Regions from separate parts of the Mus musculus genome. Here all the other regions are linked to region 1. The links are chromatin contacts, called in public HiCAR-type and HiChIP or PLAC-seq maps. All regions are on one chromosome and are shown on one strand. The core of a region is the stretch at or near the end of the contact, and the rest is flanking DNA. Distances in the headings are between cores, read along the strand shown. Region 1 overlaps Etl4 (enhancer trap locus 4). Region 2 has its middle 71 kb from the start of Gm23970. Region 3 has its middle 100 kb from the start of Gm23970.

Region 1 (2,700 bases), core at 3-2,502:
GGACTAGAGGCAAGATCTCATGAGACACCACAGTCTAGTGATGGAGGTGCTTGAATGCCTTGAGTAGAAACTGGTGGAATCCCCTGACCTCCAAACACCTAACACAACCTGAAAATCTACTTAAGTAATTATTATATGTTAAGGAACAGTGACAAGGAAAAGAAAGTCTGTGCATATGTGGCACAGATTCAACTTATTTTTTTTCAAAGACTTTTATGTTAGGGCCAGGCAGGGTCTTGGACATGCTGGACAAGAATTGTACTACTGAGCATTATCCACAGTCCTGTAATAATTCTGGCCTGTAGCTGGTTATATCAAAGGATTCAGAACTAGCGAATACAGAGAACCGCTTATATTTATGGCTATGTGAACAGACACAACGAATATACATACATACATGCATTTATGTATGCCCTACTGCTTTTAATTCCTCTCCAAATACATGTCCTAAGAGTCCCTTGGAGAATAAATCATGCTTAGCCCCTCAACATCTCTCTCACTGTCGAAATACTCAGAAGCAACATAGAATTATTCACATAGAATAATTATAAACACAGCAGGTTTATCTCTGGGCAAATGTGTAAAGGCGGAGGGAGTTTGAGGTCTGTCCACTTCAGAGTCCACCATCAGGGTGCCAAGCCTCCACACAGCACATCCTGAGAACTACAAAGACAAAGTATGCTCCATATAGAAGTATAATGCAGAATAGGTTTCCCCACTCAGCCTGTTGAAGTGTGCATAAAAGTGTTGCCCATTCCCAACACCCAGGGGCTCCTGTATTTGAAAGGTGGTCTCCAGCTGTTTCTGGAGGTTATGGATCATTTAGGACTGTGACAGGGAGCCTCCAGTCCACATCACTGGGGGTGGAATCTGAAAGTTTATAGTCTCACTGCATTTCTGGTTTACACTGCTCCTTGTGCGCCACTGAGATGTGATCTCTCAGTTTCCTGCTCTGGCCAGCTGCTGTCATGTCTCTCTGGTGTTATGGATTCTCCCTCTGGAACCACAAGCCAAAATAAACTCTTCCTTACACGAATTGCTTTTGTTCATGATTTTTTGTCACAGCTACAAAAAGGTAACCAGGACCAGGCTCTGTGGCCAGGGTCAGACAGCAATGGCATCTCACATCCCTGGGTAACATCTGAAGAGGCAGTGCTGTAAAATCAAGGAGCTACAGGTACACAGCAGCCTCTAGTGCAGAGCTCAAGGCCTCTACAAATACCTTAGCAGCCACAACATTGCCTCGATCTCATGTTTTTGAAAATCAAGAGTTAATGCAAAAGCCCATGCTGGGAGCTGAAGAGATGGCACAGCAGTTAAGGGAGCATCCTGTGTGTGACCTTAGAGAACATAAGATGACCACTGAAATACCTTGCTAGAATTGCACACTGGGGATCTTCCGCTAAAAGGTTGTGCTGAACACTCCCTTTCCGGAATGAAGCAGCAAAACAAGCTTTACAAGGAAGCCCCGACCTACAGAGGCAGATGCAGGTAACAACCAAAAAGGTTTTAGTTCCCTCTTCTGGTGACTAAGACTTCACCTCACCTGGGGCCATCAATGCTGCTTAGGAACTTTGGGAAGGTCTTGAAACAATTGCCCCTCCGGAAGGGAGAGGCTAATTACCATTTCTAAAGGGGGGAATGAAAAGGTCAGCATAGGCCAACAATGGGCTTAAACCAACTCAAGTTGTTACCTAAGTCTACCCTTAAACTGTATAAAAAGTGTGTGCTTAGGAGATTCCTGGTTGCAGGACAGTCCCAGCGCACTGGATCAATAAACCTCTAGCTTGTTGTATCGATCTCCATCTCTGTGTTTCTGTGAGTGGGACATCCTGGATGTAAGGCTCTTCGGGTCTTACACCTGCTCTTGCAGAGGGCTTGGACGTGGTTCTCAGTAGCCATACTGGGTGACTCACAATGATCTACAGCTTCAGCCCCAGGAATCTGACACTCTTCTGGCCTCTGCAGGCATCTGCATTCAGGTGCAAGTGTGTGTACATACAGACATAAAAATAAACCCTATAAGAGTTACCCTTAAAGGGATCTACAATGAAGCCGAATTAAAAAACCTCCTCATATGATCTATAATCCTGCTATCTGGAATTTATTCAAAGAAGCCTACACACAGATGTTCTCAATGAAAGACCCACAACGTGAGGACTCCCCCACGTTCTGACTCAGGAGGGGCAACACCCCAAATCACTCACGAGAAATGGTCTCGCCGCAAACTGCAAGAGGACTTTTATTTCAAGAGCACTCTCGGACCCACCGTCATACACCACGCAGGGGTAGAGGACCATGGCACCCCAAGTAGCTCGGTAAGGGGGTATTAAAGAAAGAAACCACAACTCAAGGAGGTGGGGAGGGTGTTGTTGGAAAATACCAAAAATACCAGTTAAGAGTCACAAGGAAGTGCAAAGTCACAAGAGTCACAAGGAATACCTGGTAATTGTGCGGGTTATTTCTCAAGGCAGTTTCTAAGAGCCCCTAACAATAGCACATTTGCATAGAGGGTTCCAGCAAAGGTCAGGGTGGGTCAGGGTGACTTTCTTTGAATGAACACTCCTTGAACCCAGGAAGCGGGTGGGTGAAGGAATGTAGCAATCTGTTTTATGATTAGCATACCTTGGAACATTGAGTCACAAAGGTCACATTCTCAAGCCTGGGCCTAAAGGCCTAGAACTTTGCTTTTACATTATA
Region 2 (3,127 bases), core at 8-2,507, 460 kb after region 1:
AACTTGATTGTGTCCCCGTTGGACAAAGGATTCAGGATAGTACAGCTTTGGTTCTAAACTGAAATCTATGTTACATTCTCCCTTTTAATCAATTCCTTTACAAACCACCTTGTACTGACTTAATGTATGTGTGCCCTGTCCCCTGTTGGGGCCTGGACATTTGTTGACCATCAGTTGGGCTTCAGTTCTTCTAAACAGTGATTTAAAAATGTTTGTAGAACATCTTTCAAAGTACCAAAACTTAGGGAAAAAAACAAACCATTTTATGTTATGTACTTCTTAAATACATAGTGGAATAAGTAACTTAATACATAATTAACAATATAGAAAATTACTATAAATATTATTTTAAGTTTTTCTTATTCCCCCTAGTTTTATCTGTTACTTAGATCTAGGTTCTGAAATTTGCTTTTTTATGCTGCTACTATGTATATATCCAACTGTTTCTTACTGACACCCAGCTTGTTGCTAACAAGCTTTACTCCAAAGATCAGTTTATCTAGAGTGCCAGTTACTGTAGCCTAAAGGGCAAGTTCATGTTAGAAGTGCAGATGAAGGGAAGAACAGGCCCCGATGGCAGACATCAACTAGTTCAGAATGCTCATGTATTTTTTTTTTTTTTTGGTAGTCTGAGGTTGTACAATTCTGACATGTAGATGTCAGTTAATATTGCCCTGAAGTCAGTACATATTTTGCAATAAACTCATAACCTTTGTCGTGGGAAGTATTAAAAAATAATGGTAAGTTCTGGTGCTACACCCAGCTACTCTCTGCCCTGGTGGGCTGGACAGCTATGCACTGGCAGCAATGGCCAGCCTGTTCTTATCTCGTGGAGACTCTCTGACTCAGAGCTCCAAAATCTCTCCCCCCAGCTCATTAAGTTCCCACTGGTGGGTCTTTACCACACCAGCCCCATGCTTCAATACTCCCATGGCCTTTTGTGGTGCACATGAGATAAACCCATGCTTTGTCTTTCTCTCTGGAACCCAGTCGAACCACTCGTGTGAAGGAAACACCACACAAACTTAGTTAAAAAAAAAAAACAATGGTAACTCAATCTCTGGAATCTGCAACACTTAGAATCCTAATCCTGTAAACCATATTAAGTCTAAATCCTCTGATGGCTAATCCTGGTAGAAACGCCACTGAAACTGGGAGACACTACTAGCTACATCTTGTCCTCTCCTATGCCTGTCCAAAAAGCCTCTCACCCTCTTCCTCTGTCCAACCCGGAAGTCCAGCCTCCTGGCTCAGTGATTGGTCCCTTTCTTCATTGGGTGTGTGGGTGTGGGTGGGGTGCGGGGTGTGCGTTCATAAGAAGTCACCTGAGTATGTGACTCATTTCTCATTCCAGAAAACCCCTCCTGGGAAAGCAGAATTAACATGAAAATACAGGCAGCACCTGGCCCATCCACAACAGCTTTTCTACATTTGCTTGTTGATCTTTCCCTCTTACCTTACATATGAAAAGAAATCTTGTTTTCTCTAGTTCCCCTATTTCCTTAACAGGGGCCTCACTGAGCTAAAAATACTACCAAGAGGTTACAGATTTCTCAGTCATTGGTTTGCCCTAAAATCAATATTTACACCAGATTTTAATATTGGAAATGAGTACATTTGTTTTGGCTGTCTTGTCCCAGAGAACTTAAAACTGGGACTATGCAATATTTTTGTTTAGCAGAAAACACATGGAATTTCAGAGCTGGATTAAAACTTGGTGAACATTAAAAACAAGAGCAATAATTTTACAATGGAAATAGAAATGAAGGCATGGAGAGGAGAGCTTGGCTCTAGGTGCAGGTGTAGCCACTTAGCAGGGAACATAGGCTGGGTTCCCAGAAGCCATGTGGAGTCTCTAGAAGCAGAACCCAAAGCAGGACACTCTCATCAGAAACCACCTCCTCTGCTCCACAGCGATGGGGCTGACCTCTGAGTCTGTTCAAGTGATATCTTAATATCCAGAATTTTATTCTATTTTTAGCATCAACATCATTACACAGCTTACAGGGAAAATGTGCGTAAACGGACTGCTCAGTGTTCTACAGAGAATATGCTGATTCTACTCCACAGGATGTGGAGTGGGTAACATAACTGCAGTCAGAAGCAATGCTGACATGCTAATACAATGCCTTTGTAGCTCCTATGTTATAAACCCCCACAGCTCTGGCTAATCAGCCAACCAATCGTTTATAACAGGTTCTGAGTGTATTTAATTTGCCTATCATTATAACAACCCACAAACAAGGGTAGTACTTATGAATGGCTCTAATTTTATCTTCATATTTATTAATTCTAAGCAACTTTCTGCATTTATTTCTTTTTGCTTCATCATTACCTCAAGTATTAATTTAGGTTCAAACACTTTGGAGAAACACACATAGTTATCCAAGTACTGCTTTTATATCTGTAAAGCAAAAGTTTAAAAAGTACCAACTACAGAGGTCTCCTTTATTCATGGGGTCTATGTCCCTGTACTCTAGTGAGTGCTTCCAACAGCAACTAGAACTCAACCCTATAAGAACTAAAATTCCCCCTCATATGAATATACCCCTGATAAATCTTGATGTATCAGTCATGCACAAAAATATACTGTAATAAACACTATGTGAATATTCTCTCTTCTTCAATTCCTCCCAACCTTTGTATGTTTAGCCTCTGTTTCTCAAAAGAATCCATACCCAAATCAATAAGTCATAGTTACTGTAGTGATCTATGAGCCACTTGTGATGGTTTGTATATCCTTGGACCAGGGAGTGGCACCATCTGAAGGTGTGGCCTCTTGGAATAGGTGTGACCTGGTTGGAATGGGTGTGTCACTGTGGGTGTGGGTATAAGATCCTCACCTAGTTGCCTGGAAGTCAGTCTTCCACTAGCAGCCTTTGGATGAAGACATAGAACTCTCAGCTCCTCCTGCGCCATGCCTGCCTGGATACTGCCATGCTCCCACCTTGATGATAATGGACTGAACCTCTGAACCCCAATCAAATGTTGTTTTTTATAAGACTTGCCTTGGTCATGGTGTTTGTTCACAGCAGTAAAACCCTAAGACACCACTGAAACAGAAGAATGTAAAGTATGAATAAGAGACTTCTACTTAATTGGTTAAAGAGAGGAAACACCTGTGTTA
Region 3 (3,015 bases), core at 377-2,876, 490 kb after region 1:
CAAAAATTGCTAGGTGATATTAATTGGCTTCACCCCTATTTAAAGCTTACTACAGGGGAACTGAAACCTTTATTTGATATTCTTAAAGGGAGTTCTGATCCTACCTCCCCTCGATCTTTAACCTTAGAAGGATTGCTGGCCTTGCAACTAGTGGAAAGAGCCATTGAAGAACAATTTGTCACTTATATAGATTACTCTTTGCCTTTACATCTGTTAATTTTTAATACGATTCATATATCTACAGGATTGTTGTGACAAAAGGCTCCTCTAATGTGGATACATTTGAGGATTTCTCCTAAACGTATTAACCTGCCATATCATGAAGCAGTAGCTCAGATGATCATCCTTGGAAGGAGACAGGCACTAACTTATTTTGGCAAAGACCCAGATATCATTGTTCAGCCTTACAGCGCAGAACAAGATACTTGGCTGAAGAAGAACAGTACGGATTGGTTGCTTGCTCAAATAGGATTTATAGGAACTATAGATAATCATTATCCTCAAGATAGGTTGATAAATTTTTTTGAATGTACATGTGAAAAAAATTTGTTCTTGGTGTCCTCAGATTCTACCTGTTTCCACATAATGGTGTTAATTCTTGAGGACCTTTACTTAATCAATTGCTGCAAATGAATGCTCTTATTTCTGATTAATAAATAAATAAATTATGCACATGTGACTATTAATAACTTTTCAAGCTTTCTAGTAACAACCGCTCTTCAAGAGAACTGAAAAGTGTAATTAGTCACTGCCCATGTTATATTAAAACTGACTATAACAGTCAAGTATTTGAGATGTTTTGCCAACAATTTAATAATTCTCAAAGACAAAGTATTAAACTATAGCTTCTTAAAAAAACAAAGAAGGGGAGGAATTATATCCCCGTGTACATTATTTAAATCATATTTTTATTTTAAGAATTTTGAAATTTGGATATCAAAGAACTTAATAAATGTCTTATAGTATCTTAAAACTAGATATAATCATGTCTGGGTGAGATGAAAAGGATCTACTTATTGGCATATGGCTTGATCCTAAACAGCTACCCTATTGGGGAAAGGGGAAAGCTTAGGTTCTCTCCACAGAATGCTATAGAAGCATGACAACTGTCAGAAGGATTCGTGTGACAAGCTGACCTGTGAGTTCTCTGAGTGCCCTGATGATGGTGACAAGAAAGCTGAATTTGGTATATGTTTTGACACACCTTTGCTTGCCTCTGTACCAGATTGGACAAGCTAAGGTGCCTTGCTTCAAGCTTTTTAATCTTATGGGACATAGAACGTTAAAGACCGTGGAATCTGACTTAGAAAGATTAGTCATAAGAAAGAGTTATAATGATTCTTCTCTTTCTTTCAATGTGACCAGTTCTTCTAACTCAATATTGGACTGGTCTAGTAATAATTCCAATATTAGAGATTCCTATTGAAGATAGCTAAAAATCTTAATTACCTAGCAAAGTTAATTTGGAGCCTTTCTGCTAATTCTCAAAGCCAGCTCCCCCACAACAGGAGGCCAGAGCCTGAGCTTGATCATTGCTAATTTGCAACTGAATAAAGTACCTGGGCTTCAACAAAGAAGCTTTTATCGTGTTGCTTTTTACTGTCTTGGCTTTGTTTTCCAAGCAGGTCAGTCAAGGCCTCACACTCTGATTTCAGCAAGAGTCCAGCCTCGCCTCCTGCAAGCTCCAGTGGCAGAAATTTTATGCCTCAGCCCAGCTATTTTTATTATATAATCACGGAGGAATTGTAGACTCCCCTAGCCTGAAGCAGGCTGATCCAGACTTTGACCTTGCTGCCACTAAGAAGGAGATTACCTAGGGTGGAGCCTTCGGACCTAGATGGCTCTTTTGTTCTATCACCTGCCACTGCTCTCTCCAAGACACTGCTACCTGCTGAGAGGCCCTTGAGATATTCCAGAGGAACATCCTGTTGTGCACATCACCTACAGGCTGGCTCCAGACACCAAGAACGGACTGGTGGGGAATGGGCCTTCCCCCTTATAAGCATACTCTCTTAGTAAACTGGTGGGCCTTGAACAGAATTGTGTCTTGGTCTCCATTAATCTCTCACCATCTAAGTCTTTTTCAGCCCCAGCCTGCCTCCCAGGTGTTCCCGGTTCAAGTAGGCCATGGACTGGTATACAACAAAGAAAGCTGAAAATTCCACCATGAGAAATGAGGAATGGAGTTATTTGCTTTGGTGCCCCGCTGCCATAGCAGCTCACTGAGCAGAAGTCACAACAGCCAGCACCTTTTTAGGGACTAACAGTGTGTTTGGAAATTGTCATTCAGTCAGGCTTCCATTCAGCTTATGGCATTTACATCTATATGTGATGCTGCCTTTAACTGAGTTTTCTTCCTCCAGTTTGTTTTTAGTTTGGGAAATTATAGCCAGTATGGAATCACTAACACAATAAAATAAATAGCTAAAAAAAATAAATAATAAAAACTTTGGTTCCAACTGGCATGCAAATATTTTGCAAGAAGGGAAAAAAAAAAGAATGTCTGTAGATGAAGCCAAGTATCTCTAAGTTAGCTTCTCCTGGCCGTTAGATATAGTCTAAGATATGTGAGTAAGAAATTATAATCAGCTGGGCATGGTGGTGCATGCCTTTAATCCCAGCACTTTGGAGGCAGAGGCAGGCAGATTTCTGAGTTCAGCTCAATAAGATATAAGGAGAACAACTTCTGAGTTAAAGGACACCATAGATCAAGCAGCCTTTACAGCCACTTATGGAACATTCCAGCCAAACACTGTGGAAGACATACTCTTCTCCAAAGTCTGTGGGACTCTCTCTAATATTGCCATCTGATCAGATGCAAACTGAGTCTTAAGAAACACAGGAAACAGCCGAGCTTGGTGGCACATGCCTGTAATCCCAGCACTCGGAGGCAGAGGCAGGCGGATTTCTGAGGTTGAGGCCAGCCTGGTCTACAAAGTGAGTTCCAGGACAGCCAGGGCTATACAGAGAAACCCTGCCTTGAAAAACCAGAAAGAGAGAGAGAGAGAGAGAGAG

Evidence for each region. HiCAR-type assays count read pairs that join an accessible place to other places. HiChIP or PLAC-seq counts read pairs in DNA pulled down with a chosen protein or histone mark.
Region 2: an H3K27ac HiChIP or PLAC-seq map of embryonic stem cells shows a contact between it and region 1, with 18 read pairs. The contact joins two enhancer-like sites. A contact is called at or near these places in 4 of 484 Hi-C or Micro-C datasets (all in embryonic stem cells) and 11 of 115 datasets of contacts at active chromatin or transcription factors (embryonic stem cells and stem cell-derived epiblast-like cells).
Region 3: a HiCAR-type map of embryonic stem cells shows a contact between it and region 1, with 7 times the contacts expected there. The contact joins two enhancer-like sites. A contact is called at or near these places in 1 of 484 Hi-C or Micro-C datasets (embryonic stem cells), 5 of 115 datasets of contacts at active chromatin or transcription factors (all in embryonic stem cells) and 1 of 9 other capture datasets (embryonic stem cells).

Annotation. Positions count from the first base shown.
Region 1 is chr2:20,668,358-20,671,057 of GRCm38.p6, reverse strand. The region is part of intron 4 of Etl4 (enhancer trap locus 4); the gene reads right to left. Among named protein-coding and RNA genes, the nearest start is that of Arhgap21, 300 kb to the left of the region's middle. Within about 2 kb of position 1,252, at least 16 of the 459 cell types and tissues checked have an H3K27ac peak or open chromatin away from gene starts, as enhancers often do. A contact at or near this core is called in embryonic stem cells and stem cell-derived epiblast-like cells, where this site is marked.
Region 2 is chr2:20,207,736-20,210,862 of GRCm38.p6, reverse strand. It overlaps a transcript of Etl4 not described here. Among named protein-coding and RNA genes, the nearest start is that of Gm23970, 71 kb to the left of the region's middle. Within about 2 kb of position 1,257, at least 13 of the 459 cell types and tissues checked have an H3K27ac peak or open chromatin away from gene starts, as enhancers often do. A contact at or near this core is called in embryonic stem cells and stem cell-derived epiblast-like cells, where this site is marked.
Region 3 is chr2:20,175,587-20,178,601 of GRCm38.p6, reverse strand. It overlaps a transcript of Etl4 not described here. Among named protein-coding and RNA genes, the nearest start is that of Gm23970, 100 kb to the left of the region's middle. Within about 2 kb of position 1,626, at least 5 of the 459 cell types and tissues checked have an H3K27ac peak or open chromatin away from gene starts, as enhancers often do. A contact at or near this core is called in embryonic stem cells, where this site is marked.